Linked DNA regions of Zea mays: regions 1 and 3 are each linked to region 2. A link is a contact called in public Hi-C data. All regions are on one chromosome and are shown on one strand. Each heading gives the region's core, a stretch centred on a gene start, on an enhancer-like site or on the middle of the called end of the contact. The rest is flanking DNA. Distances are from core to core; before and after follow the strand shown. Region 1 holds the start of LOC542177 (PK protein). Region 2 holds the start of LOC103650023 (cyclic dof factor 2). Region 3 holds the start of LOC100280416.

Evidence for each region. A called contact is a pair of places that touch in the nucleus more often than the background predicts.
Region 1: a contact with region 2 is called in a Hi-C map of ear, with 3 times the contacts expected there. The contact joins the promoter of LOC542177 here to the promoter of LOC103650023 in region 2. A contact is called at or near these places in 2 of 25 Hi-C or Micro-C datasets (ear and leaf).
Region 3: a contact with region 2 is called in a Hi-C map of bundle sheath, with 3 times the contacts expected there. The contact joins the promoter of LOC100280416 here to the promoter of LOC103650023 in region 2. A contact is called at or near these places in 4 of 25 Hi-C or Micro-C datasets (bundle sheath, ear, endosperm and 1 more).

Annotation. Positions count from the first base shown.
Region 1 is chr3:44,131,534-44,136,291 of Zm-B73-REFERENCE-NAM-5.0, forward strand. It overlaps LOC542177 (PK protein), which reads right to left and starts at 3,493. Exons shown (of 3, transcript NM_001111796.2): 1 at 3,082-3,493. The coding sequence starts at 3,336.
Region 2 is chr3:44,575,623-44,580,125 of Zm-B73-REFERENCE-NAM-5.0, forward strand. LOC103650023 (cyclic dof factor 2) reads left to right here and starts at 1,271. Exons shown (of 2, transcript XM_008675696.4): 1 at 1,271-1,692; 2 at 3,102-4,503. The coding sequence starts at 1,570.
Region 3 is chr3:45,014,783-45,019,565 of Zm-B73-REFERENCE-NAM-5.0, forward strand. LOC100280416 reads right to left here and starts at 2,424. Exons shown (of 1, transcript NM_001153339.2): 1 at 1,288-2,424. The coding sequence starts at 2,304. The coding sequence ends at 1,555.

The DNA.
Region 1 (4,758 bases), core at 2,243-4,742, 440 kb before region 2:
AATGTAATTTAGATTTGATAGGGAGGCATATTATAGTGAACGCAAGCAAACATTTCGACATGAATATATATACTTTCAGTGGCTGTTTGCTTGGGATCCCTAGGAAACCTGCCAGGCACAGGCAGTGCTCCCAGGCGCACAGTTTCATCTGTCTGGGGTCATGATCAATGCCTGGCAGATCCCAACCAAACAGACAAATAGTCCCTCACCACACCCATTTGCAGTACTGTTCATGGCTCGAGTTTGATCAGAATATTTACTTTACAAAGAAAATGCAAGAATGTGCAATAACAGCCAGTAAGATGAGTCAAACAAATCCATGCAGTAGTAGTAGAGGGTAATTATATAATATCTAAGGCAAAGTTAATCATAAATGGTGCTCCCAAAAATTATTACTTTGGATCAACTTTGGTAACCCAACCATAGAGTTTTTTTCAGAAAGTGCTGCTTAATCTTTTATAACTTGTACTATGTCAGGTTTGAGTGTAAAGACATAATGCACATTTTTGGTTCAAAGGTACAGGATAACTAAGAGGGTTAATTGGTTGTTAGAATAAGTGCATTAGATAAAATCCCATTTGGTTGGGACAGAATGAGGGAATGCAAGTTGGAATTGATTGGCTGGTCATACGAGGTAATGTGCTCTCAGTTCAGAACTTCAGACACTGTCAGCTACACAAATTTCTTCACATCTGAATTATTGGGCTAATATCTGCTGATTGAAATTGATATAAATTGGGTGCTGCAGATGCATGGTTTGAGATCAGGGCTGAATAGACAAACAGTATATGTTCTAAGATAATAATAATAATGCAAAGAATATGACAAGTGTCAGTACTCAGTAAGGATATCAAACAAAGGGTGGTCAAAGGGATATTTACGGTATGAATTTCAACCGATATGCTGTATTTATCGCCATTTTCCCTGCCTGAATAACAAATACAAAGTAAGACCTCAAGGTTTTGCAGGTTTGATCTGTTCCAGGTTTCATGTAGGAACCAAGCAACTAGCTGAGGTAGCCTTCCCTCAAGATGACAAACAAACAGAAAAAACTTCCCTCAAGGTGACCTAAACACAAAGGGAGCTAGATAATACCTGACAAGACTAGACCAGGTTAGACATTGATTGTGATTACTAATATGTTTGTCTGCCCTGCTGACCATGATTGACTGCTCACATAAATTCAGTGTGGCTTGATGGTTGTGCTCAATGGTTCAAAACAGATTAGAGGAGCAAGTACAGATGGTGGATTGAAATGTTTTGGTTGACTCATGGATGCTACAAGGTTGAAAGCATAGGACAGTATAGGGTGTAAAAGAAAATTAACGAAAATACCAACATGCTTTCATCAAGCTTAAGAGAACTTAATAAACCACACCAAAGATAGAAACAAGTTGTCTATTTTAATCACCCACAGATGTCCTGATCAGGTTTGGTGGAAGTTTCATTTGAGTCTCACCAGCTAGTACAAACAAAACCACCCTTTGTGCTTCATAATAGCTTAAGGCTATCTCCAGCAGATTACTCATCCACAACTCCTATTTCAAACTCTACACTGTAAACAGTGAACATTGTTTTGCACAACTATATGCACGATGCTGGCCATAGCATAACTATACTAGGCAAACTACCCAACCAAACATTTTACCAACTCGCTAACATTATAAAAGATTCTATATCACAAAGCCTAAATTGATTTTACAAGCATGTTTCCATTTGAGAAAAGATGGCAAACAATTATATACAAGAATTACTGAGTGACTGAGATCATTTTATATAAAAACAGTCAAACTTTGTTACACATTGTCTTATGGAAAATTGCTCATGTCCTAGATGCATGACAGGATAGCATGAAACGGGCCTCAGCTGAATGATAGTGTCAAGGACCTCAGCTATGCTACCATATTCAAATCAAGTAATGGCAAACTCACACCAACATATTTGACTTAAATCATTTTTTGTTCCATATGTTGCTTACTTCATATTATTGTGTATAAAGCACAGATGCATCATTAGTGCATCCACAATCACTAAATTATGCCTCTTTAGATAACTAAAAATTTCCACAAAATACTTAATAATATCAGGAAAAAAACAAAGAAAGAAAAGCAAAAAAAGAAGACCAAGGATGGAATAATTCTGAATTTTCCCTTTTCCTAACATCATTTCATTTGTCGATTAATCACAGTTACATTTTCTTCCATCATTTGAATTGAAGATAAAAAATCAAAACAATATTGTGATCAGTTTTCATTATCACTTTCAGATAATTATAACACTACCAGACTTTAGCAACCCAGGTCAAAAATAGACCAGAACAGAAAAAATTCAGTTATTAAGACTGAGACATAGAAAGGGCAAGTAGCCGTGGATGAGGACCACAGGCCCACAGGCCACAGCCAATGGTGAAAGGAAAGGGACAACAAGCCAAAGGACGAGTAACTCCATCCTATTGCACAACTCGCATGTGAGCCAAGCTACATGCTGGTTGCTGGACATTAATGCTTAGATGCTCAGAGATCTGAAGTAGTCGCCAATTGGTCGTCCACAGTTGGCAGCTGACAACCAAATTAGCCTGTAGTACTAAAGCAAGTACTAGCAGGCACAAGCAGCCAGTTGCTTTTCTGGTAAGGACACGGGACAACGCGATTGGTCGGGATTTCCGCCAATCCGACCCAGGAATCAAGAACGTCCAAAAGAACGTCGGCGCCGACAAAAGGGAGTAGAGATCACATCTAACGTCAGATCCCTAAAAGTTGACCATAGGAACTGAAATTGTGGTTTAACCGTCACAGGAACTAACCCAGCAACCAAGATGGTTCGTATCCCATGTGGATTGGATGGGATTGAAAAAATTTATGAAAGATTTTGACTTGTTCGGGATTGAAACCCACTCAATCCCACCCAATCCACATGATCCACCCAATCCACATAAATTGAGAGCAAAAAGAACAAGCCCTAAGTGGAGCAGACGGCACAGGAAGGTAAGGAAACAACACCGTATCGCAGATCGCGAACCGTAGCACGAGACCGCGGGGATTGAGAAGGAAGGTAAGGAGATTGCGAGGGCGGGGGAAGGACCTTGGTGTCGAGCATAACGGCGCAGAGGATCCCGGTGAGCTCCATGGCGGCGTGCAGGTTGTCGAGCGTCTCCTGGTGGTACTCGTGGGAGCCATGGGAGAAGTTGAAGCGCGCGACGCACATCCCGGCGCGCAGCAGGCGCGAGATCATCTCGACGGATCGCGACGCCGGGCCGAGCGTGCAGACGATCTTGGTCTTAGGCCGGCGCCGCGCCACGGGCTCCTCCCCCCACGCCAACTCACCGCCCGCCGCCATCGCTAGATCTGCGCAAGCAAAGGAGAGGCAGGTGCTGGGATTCGTTTGGCTGCCTCGCCCCTTCCCCTTGTTTCGCTTTTGGACTGCGCGTTCTTCTTGCCCTCCAAGAATGAATGGGGGCGGCGTCGAGAAGGATTCTTCTTCTGTGGACGGAATTAAGGGAGGGACCGAGAGAGGGATGGGAAGTTATAGGCAGAGAAGAGAGGGACAAGTGGGCCCGCCTGACCGCGTGTCTGCTAGGGACGGGCAACCAAAACCTTTTGCGGTCAAAACCATGGGGGGCAGAGCGCAGTTCGGTTCCCACCGTATGCGCGAAATCCGACGGGGCAAAGGCGACCGAGGCTAGTCTTGACTTATTAGTTGGCATTAGCTAGGACTATTTTCAACCGTATTTTACATCTCTATATCTCTTATTTACAGATTTTTAAAAAATATTTATTTTTAATATCTTATTTCTCTCTAAGTATGTTATTTATATCTTATCTTTATATATTAAATATTTATATTAAAGACTGTTGATACCCTGTAACTGGGGTATTCACACCACTACCTTAAGGAACGGTTAACCCTACCAAGACAGGTCCTGGTCTGACGCGTGTAAGGGGCTTGAGTTGCATGCGCCAGGTCGTCAGACCCCTAGCGAACGAAAGCCCAGGGTTTGCTTGTTGTACACAACCTCGGAACTCGCACCTCACGGTGGCAGGGGTCTGGAGTCGCCATGTTGTCCCTTGGCCCATAGCTCAAACCTTCGTCCAGATGGAACTCCCTATCAGCAGCCACAATACTCGCATTTATTGTAGAGTGGCTGAAGGGTGCACAACGGGCTACAAAGTGTGGCAGACTGACAAGACTGCTCACGCGTTACCAAGGAACACGACAGTTCACCTGTATCGCATGCATACAATGCCTACTCAAACTAATGCAAGCTACAGAGGCGCTTATCTCGTCCGCGTGAGCAACGCCATCATGAAGCGTCGTTCGGCCACTCGATACTCCCGTTGTTGTGCAGACCAGATGTGACAACACAAAGATATAAGATTGGATCCTTCACGCATTAGTACATCCAGCCCAGCAGTCAGCACGGTGGATGGTTGCCAAGGCAAACCCGAGGTGATAGGAAGAACACACCTAGTCATGGAGTCAGCGCGATATCCGGGGAAGATCTTAGCCCACCAATGCACTTATAACTCCAAGAGATATGTATTTAATATAGGCACACAGGGCCCACTTGTCGGGGTCCACCATTCTTGTGCATGTTCCCCTTAGACTATAAAAGGGAAGCACATGCTATGCAAAGGACACAGGCAGAAATGCACATTCAGACTCTCAATTCTTAAAGCAATACAGTCCATAATGGATGTAGTGTATTATGCTCCGGCGGTCCGAACCACTCTAATCCTTGTGTTCTTGAGTCCTTCAATT
Region 2 (4,503 bases), core at 21-2,520:
AACCTTGAACCCAAGTCCGCACCAACATTCAAAGTGATCATCCATTTGATCATATTCTTGGTGACATAAGGTTAGGTAGTAACGACTCGTTCACGTATTGCAAACTTTTGTGAGCACTACTCTTTTATTTCTTCTATTGAGCCTTTTAGGGTAGAAGAAGCCTTGCAGGATCCAAACTGTGTGTTGGTCATGCAAGAGGAGCTCAACAACTTCAAGAGAAAATGAAGTATGGAGTCTGGTGCCACGTCCAAAGCAAAACGTTGTGGGCACCAAGTGGATGTTTCGCAACAAGCAAGACCAATATGGAGTGGTGACAAGAAACAAAGCAAGACTTGTAGCAAAAGGTTATGCTCAAGTCGCAGGTTTGAATTTTGAGGAGACTTTTGCTCCTGTAGCTAGGCTTAAGTCTATTCGAACATTGTTAACTCATATAAGGATCTTTTTGTTGATTTAACAAGGAACATATCTCACATATGGAACATAGGCTTAAAATAAACTTTATTATATATTACTAGCTAATACTTTAAACCATATTTTAAGGGTTTACAATTTTCAAAAAGTCAAACAAATTCATTTTAACAATATATATATATATATATATATATCATAATTAATATCGTTAAATGGATCACCTTTAATATCATACCGATACTTACAAAGTGATAGAGGAAATAACTTGCTCATTTGGACCGCATTCCAAAAACTTGAGCTTTTATTTGTATTTATATTTTCTAGAAATATTTATAAATTATTAAATTATTATTACTCTTGAAAAGTTTGGTCATCATAAATATTTTAGCAATAACTATTTTGAAACGGATAGAGTACTAGTCATTTCTCTATGTAGGAATACTAAGAGCGTCTCTATAAGAGCTCTAAACATGGTTGTATTCTAAAATATTAGGTTTAGATCCATAAAACACCATCCAACAGTAATCTTATTTTATAAAATTATCAAATAATTATTAGGCTCTATCACTTGGGTCCTAAATATGGTATCCTATATATTGGAGCAGTAAACTTGTTTTCTCTTAATATTCAACTATTTATTTTCTAATATTATGATTTATTTATTTAAAATAATTATTTAAGGTCTAACTGTTGGGTTAAATTATATGCAAATTTAGAGCACAGGATATATCAATACAATTTATGTTAAAAGTGCTCTAATGTAATTTAGGAAAAATTGAATTGTACTTGCTTCGTTGCTTCTCGGTTGTCGCACAGGCGGCGCCTGACAGCACAGGAGCGGGACACGCCCCGCGCGCGCCTCCCGCTATCACATTCTCACCGGCTGCCCCGGTCGCGCTCCCTTCTCCTGCAGCCATCAGAAAAGGGGGCAAAAAGGCCCCCGAATTCTCCTCGCCCGGGCACAACCTCGCTCCAGAGTCCAGGCCAGACCAGCAGGCCGCCTTTCCGCTCGAGCACCCACGCAATCATCACCGCCGTCTTCCTCTCGCTCTTCTCTTCCCCTTCCATTCCTCGGCACCACGTCCTCGGGAACCCCGCATGCCCTCCGCACAAGGCGCCGCCTGTTCCCGGTGACCGCGGGGCCGAGATCGGCGCGCCATGGCCGCGCCCGGAGGCCTGGACCAGGACTGTGCACAGGACGCCGCCATTAAGCTCTTCGGCCGCAGCATCCCGGTTCTCCACTCCTCCGTCTTCGCCGCCACCGCTGCGGCCGCATCCGAGGTGAGCAGCAACAGTCTCAGTTCTCGGATTCATTCCCTGACGAGGGACAGGGATCTTTCATGGTCGACGGGTTCTCGCGGGGGGGCAGGATGGTCATTGCCGGCCGTTTCTGAGGAAAAGGGAGAGGACGGGAAAGCGGAATCGGATACGCTTTTTCTCCCCCCTGCTTTTGCGCTGTCAAATGCGTGTTGGTGGATCATGGTTCCTGCTGGGATTCTGGTCGCTGTTGCTGCGAAAAGATTCTTCCTTTTGGAGCCCTGTTTGATTTCATACCTCATTAAAAAAAAGGCTGTGGGTTTATGTGTTTGCTCCTTCAGTGTTTGTACGGGAATTTTCTTCCAATACGTGTTTCTTCAACAAGTCACTCTCCGTATTTACGGCCGTATTTATGGGGAGATTTATGTTGGTTTATCCCTTACCCAGATTCTAATCATGTGAGCCTTCGGCCTGCCTATAATCGTTTCGTGCTGACTGCTTAGGGATTACTTCTGTTCATGCTTGATGTGATAGCTTGGAATCGAAATGTTCAATATGTACGATAAGAAGATTGGTTGCCTTTTCGTAGTGTCCACGTACGATTTTGTTTCCTTTTTTTTTCTTTAGAAAGATACATTGCCTTTGTCTGTGGAGAAATCGCTGAGAATTTTCTTGTTTTCGTGGGGGTAAGTAATGCCATGGAAAAGGTAAGGAACATTCAGGTTACATCAGTTAACAGACTATTAATCAGGTTCCTTTGGATGTCTTTCTTTTTGAGAAGGGAGGGGGGTTCCTCTGGCTACCTTTCAGTGTACTATACATGAAAGCATGTTGTGTGAGTGTGACAAGGGACTTGTTGTTTCTGCTGTGCTTATGAACAGAAACAGAATCTTATTCATATTTACTCTCTGTCTCTCTGATGGTGGAATCAGGGGTGGTCTTTTTGGTTTGCTAGAACACCCCTGTTGCACATGTACTATTTCATCTAATTAAGGTTTGCACATGTGATTCAGCCTAATCTTGTTGGACATAAGTGCATTAGCATACTTCTATAGTCGGACCAATAATTTGTTGAAAAGCAAAAGCACAAGTTCTAACAACCTCAGTTGTGTGGCATGGAATGCAAATCATGTAACACATTGGGTGGTTCTTGTGAGTATTGATCCATCATTTCATTTCATCAGTTACTGTCAGCACACAAATCGTCTAAATGTTTCCATATTTTTATGCATAATAGTAACTAATTGTACCTCAAGTGCCAAATAAAATGGTAGTTGATAACTGTTGCTTAGTGTTAGTATTGGGTACCTGTGTCTGGATCTGAATTAAACTAAAATTCTGCTTCATATAATGTTTTTCATATTCTCACTTGTCTAATCTACTATGATCTGATGTTTATCCTCTGATGACACATCATAAATTATCTCTTTCAGGTTAGCACCAAATTATCAAATGATGTTAGAAGCAATGATGGCATGCCATGCCTTCCAAACATGTCTTTGATTGTCAAAACAAATCCCTTCCCTTCCAAGAGCAATATGAAGAATGGTTTACAGGCAATCAGCAGTCAGCATGGGAAAATGGAAGCTGATTCCAACTCTGAGGAAGCTAAGAATAGTTTACAAGCTATCATCAGTCAGCCTGGGAAAAGATACGATTCCAAGTCTGAGGAAGCTAAGACTGAATCTGGTGGATCTGGCCAAGAGAAGGTACTCAAGAAGCCAGATAAGATTCTGCCTTGCCCTCGCTGCAATAGTATGGAAACAAAGTTCTGCTACTTCAACAATTACAACGTGAACCAGCCCAGGCATTTCTGCCGAAACTGCAAGAGGTACTGGACTGCTGGGGGGACTATGAGAAATGTCCCTGTAGGTTCTGGTAGACGCAGAAATAAGGATCCATCTCATCACCATCATTTCACCAAGGTGTGTGATTATACCATTGCTACTAATGGAGATGTTTCTGATGCAACTCAGCGCCAGTCCGTTGCAGCCAAGCCATGTCTCCTTCAAGGTTCAGGAAAACAAAATGAAACAGCGTGCAAGTCTGTATCTCCAGTCAGTAATATTAAAGAGCAGAACAATGCCGACCTTATTTCCTTGGTCTCTGGTGATAATAAGGAAGAGAAATCATGTGCATCTTCTGCAGTGGTATCTGGTTCCTCCGAAAATTGGATGCCAGAAAATACAGTTAAAAAGGAGGAGGATAATACTTCAGCGTACGGTAATGGTGTGAAAGTACCTGATCACAAAATGCAGCCTCACCATGCTGGACCTGTTTCGGTGTTCTCCAGAAATCCTGCTGCAGTCATGGCGACTAATCAGTGCTCAGAAGATGGTATTCATACGCCGGGAAATGGTACGGTCAGTCCTCTTTCACTGCCACCACTACCCATGGTACCAACCCCAGGAATTTGTGCACCTGCTGTTCCATTCCCTTTCCCTCTCGTGCCAGCCTTCGTGAGCTGCATTCCTGGCTGGCCAAGTGGACTATGGGGTGCACCATGGCCTGGAAGTAGTGCCCCTACATTACTATCTCTTCCTCCAAACGGTTTAGCTCTTTCAGGAAGCAACTCTGGGGTGTTAGGAAAGCATACAAGGGTAGCTAATTTGCAGGAAGAACAGAAGGCAGAAAAGAAGTTTTGGGTCCCTAAAGCTCTCCGAATTGACAACCCAGAAGAGGCAGCAAAGAGTTCGATCTGGGCCTCTCTTGGTATCAAGCCTGATGACAGAATCATATTCAAGTCTTTCCAGTCCAAGGATCTGAAAAATAGTGCGACTAAGACGCCAGAATCCCTGCAGGCCAATCCAGCAGCGTTTTCCCGCTCTCAGACAT
Region 3 (4,783 bases), core at 1,174-3,673, 440 kb after region 2:
TCGCGGGGACAGGTTTGGGGAGCTAAAACCCGACGAGGAATTCCCCGTTGCCATCCCTAAGTGATGTGCTGTGTGTTGTGCAGTGCATGCATATAGTGCTGGGAATTGGGCCGGGCCGGGCCAGCCCGTCCCAAGTCCATCGTGCTTCATGCCAAACGGATTCGGGCCAGGAAAGGCCAAACAATTTTTGGTCGTGCCGTGTCAGCCCGAAGTGTAAAAACAGTGGCCCAGTCCGGCCCTAAACCACGTCGTGTCTTCGTTGGGCCGTGTCGGCCCAAGCCCGGCCCGTATATTTGATCACATAAAATTAAAATATTACAACCATATAAAGTTCATAGCTTACTAAATTAAAGATATTAAATAATTCTAGCAACATTTAACCACATAAACTCGAAATATAACAACAATATAACGTCGATATCTTACTAAATTAAAGAAATTAAACAGGTTGGGCTTAATTGGGCCGTGTCGGCCCAAGCCCAGTCCATTTATGCGGGACATGCCGGGGCCCGACGGGTCGGAATTTGAGGTCCGGCCCAGGCCCGCCTTCGGGCCATGCTCGTGCTGGCCCGAAAAGCCCAGCCCAGATTCCCAGCACTACATGCATATTTGCATGGCCTGATGGCTGCCATTTTTGGCTGCCGTTTAACGAAACCAGAACCATGGGGCTGTTACGTGCAACTCCCCTGATCCCCTCCTGAGTAGAGAGGGCAACGGGCGCGTACCCGCTGGGTACTATGTTCCCAAACCCGTACCCGTGAAATTAAAATATACCCGCTAAGAAACCCATGCCCGCAGCCGGGTACAAGTTTTTGCCCGTACCCGTGCCCACCCGGGTACCGGGTACCCGCGGGCTACCCGTGCCCGACAAGAAAGCTAATGGGCTGGGCTGCCAACCATGTTTACTAGGCTGGGCTCATTCGGATGCTAGCCAATCGTTCCTGCACTGAGGCTCTAGATTTCATAGATAGCTAATGGGCTGGGCTGCCAACCATGTTTACTAGGCCATAAAATGAACTTTTTGTTTGTTTAATAATATTATGCCGGGTTTTAGAAACCCATGGGTTTGCGGGTATGGGTACTAGGATCCCATACCCGTACCCGCGTACCCGCTGGGTTTAGCTTATCACCCATTAAGAAACCCGTGGGTTTGGATATTAGCCCGTATCCGTCCCCTAATAGGGTAAAAACCCACCGGGTTTCGGGTTTCGGGTACCCATTGCCATCTCTACTCCTGAGTCATGAACTCCTGATTGCTGAAAAAACTGAAAGTCTCAAAAGGTAAATAGGGAACACGCAAAGGCCTTCACGTTAAGAAAGCCATCAGATTTCATTACGGAATAAGTAATTAACACTGTCATCTCCTTAACTGACTAGAATAGAAGGAACCATGCATGTAATCCTCATGGAGAAGAGATGTACTCAACTAAAAGCAGGCAGCAGCCTAATACTTCTTGCTAGTATACATCTCAAAGGCATCGGCTCAACCGACATCCGCCGTCCGATCATGTGCCATCGGACATTCGGACGGACAAAAGCTCCAATCCCAACTCATCAGATGAGCCCCGAGCTCTCCAGGGCCGGGAAGCCACACTCGCCCTCAATGGCGCGCACCAGTGCCTCCAGCTCTAGCAGCGCCGCCGAGTCCGAGCCGTCGGCCCCAGCTGCCACGGCGGCGTGCGTGTGCGTCGCGGTCCACGCGCGCGCGCCCGGGCTCCTGTCCACCGGCGCTGGCGCAGCGGCGGCGCGGTCGAGCAGGAAGAAAGCGGACGTGTCCAGTGTCGGGAGCACGCACGCGGGCGCGGCGGGCGTCCAGCTGGGCGCGGCGACGGCGGCAGCGGGGGAGGAGGAGGAGGAGGGCCCAGGGGCGGGGAGGCCGGTGATCTCCTGCACCATGCGCTGGAAGTTGGCGGGGTCGGCGGTGATGTATGTGGTCTGCGGGCGCCGCGACGGGCGCGGCTTGCGCTTGGCGACGCGGCCCCCTCTAGGTCCTCCCGCCACGGCCCGGGCGGCGGGCGGCTGGCCCGGCCTGCTGGACACCGGCGCGGGAGCTGCGTCGTGGCCGCTGGACAGGAGCTCGGAGGCGGACGAGGTCGAGGAGGACGGGGTGGACGGGGAGAAGGGCCGGGCCGCGGCGGAGCTGGCGTGGGCAGGCGCAATGGAGGCGCGGAGCGCCGAGGTGAGCGCCGAGTTCTCGAAGGCGGCCGCGGAGGTGAGGCAGCCGGGGGGCGACGAGAAGTAGCAGTGGCTGGCGCCGGCGTGGGTCCAGATTGGGTCGAGGCCGGTGCAGCGGTTTGCCGCCATGTGACGAAGGGAATGGAAGCGACTAGCGAGAGAGGGGAGGTGCAGCAGCTCGACAGCTCGCAGCTTGGAATTGGATTGGGGTGACAGGTGGTGGGGGTAGGCGTAGGCGAGGAAAGGTGAGGCGGGTAGCGGGAGGCGACGGCGGCCAGCGGGAATTTATACTGTGAGCAGCCAGCGTTGCGAGGCCGAAATGGTGGGAGCACACGGGCTGTCTACACCATCATTTTCAGTAGAATCTTTCGAAACATTAGCATAGCAGCATTTGAGAGACGCAGGTGAGCTAAAATTGGCCCTAATGTCTTGCCTCCTTGTTGTTTGTGGAACACAAGGTGTCTTTAGAAATTCTAGGGCGCGAAACAAATGATGTATTTAACTACCTCTTGATCATAGGAAGACATTCGTGATATAACCATACTTGATACTTTGGTTATATATGTATGCCGATCTAATCATTTTTTAAACTCGGTTTTAAAAAGGATTACACTTTATCTCTTATAACTCAAGACAAATTTGAATGTTGGAATAGTTCTTTCCTTTATGTTTTATGAGGACGAGTGGAGCAGAGTATAGGAGTAGGTGCACATGATTTTTTTCAAAAACAAGAAACACGAAAAAGAAAACATAAGCAGCTGATGAGGCCTCTACGTAGTAGTAGGGGTTCAGGGTGTGCGTAGCGATGGGTGCGGAAGAGGAAAGCGAAAGGAGAGGACCGGACGGTGGAGTGGGGCCCTACGGAAACCGCGTCGCTGCCGCGCTTGCGGTGGCTGCCGGCTGGCCATCCGCCCATCCCATTCCCATCACATGCGGACGCCGTGCCGTGCCGGTGGGCTGCGGCCGGCGGCCGCTGAGGTGCGGGCCCCACCTAGGTACCCGTCTGGCTGGGTCCACCGCTCGCTCATCGTCATCTCCTGTCCGCAAAGGATCCCCGCCGCCGCATGCGCCTTTTCCCGTGCGTCACTGAGGGCGCTTGCATTGCATGGAAAGCCAGCGTCGTCGACGACCACGGTCGGTCGGTCCACCGCTGCCTCGATCGGCGGGCACACTTGTTGGGTCCACCCCCTGCCACTCTTGTTGCCCAAGCTCAGCACGGGTCCCCGTGCAGGGAGTCTCCTTGTACGGAGCAGTGACCATAGTCCACAGCCAGGTCAATTTTATGCGGTTGTACTGGTACGGCCTAAACCGCAAAAGAAAGGCGCTTCTGTCGCGATCAAAAGCGAGTTGTGTGAACGCATGAGCAGCCAAATTCTGAACCCTTTTGAAATGGTCGTCGGGAGGTCCATGCAAAGCCGCGTTGTCAGAGTCGGGTGGGCCACGCCACACGTAGGCGTCTAGCCAATCGATGAGATTCCGCGCCGGTGGATCTTCAAGGCTTCAAGACAGAACTCTACTCCAGGGTAAGGATATGAATAAATAATAGTGAGTAATTATATATTAGATATGGATATATTGACATTTATTATCCATATGTACAAGTATGGATATAATAAAATATCTATAGATATTATTTTGCATATATATATCATATCTTTATATCTGTTATCTGACATGTGGGCCATTCGAATTCAATACACTATCTCCAATTTACATCTATGATATATTGATTGATGCTACTGGATTGATGAAATTGTTAAATTTTGTTAAAACTATTGTTTGGTGCTGAATGTTGATATTATTTATCAATATTCGAGTTTGATCTATTTAAAATGGTTGAGATTTGATCCGTATTCGATTTCGAGTATTCAGTATCTAATTTATATTAGTATTCTTATACTCAAAGTTGGATGTTTAAGATGTCGATAATATACATATCTGATTCGAAGAGAAAATACGAAAACAAATATGGAAAAAGCAATATCAGTCCATATCTGATTCGATTACACTCCTAGACCTAGGATCCAATTGGGCTAGGTTAGGTCACTTGATGTGGTGGTGTCCCAGCCACGCCACATCCCATGTTAAAATGGATCGACGGAGGTTGCGAAACGATGGGTCAATTTCGAGATGAACCGACCTGGCTCTCCCTTTTTACATCTAGCCTTCCTTCTTCTAAAAGGACTTTTGTTTTAGGGGCAAATATATATCTAAAATAAAGTTTTTTTAAACAAATAGAGGGAGTGCTTGTTGAATTTAAATGGGCTAGCCCATCTAATTTAATTAATATTTCGTGAGCTATAATAATACTAGAGTCTTACCCGCATTGCTAGTGGGAAAACTTAACAAACTAGAAAAGTGGACTTAGTATATACCTTCTGTGAAGTTCAAAGATTGATGATCATCAATATTATTGGAGTGACTCCCTCTAATGTGGTTTTTACGATGTTCTAAATGAGAGCTTAGCATATAATACCAATTAGTGTGTGAATCACCTAACTTGAATTCGAAGAAGCAAATGTATCTTGAGTCTCCTATGTCCCATATGGTTTGCTTACCATACTTAACTGCAATCATCTCCTTGTTGTGTAGCTTGCCTTGTTCAAAC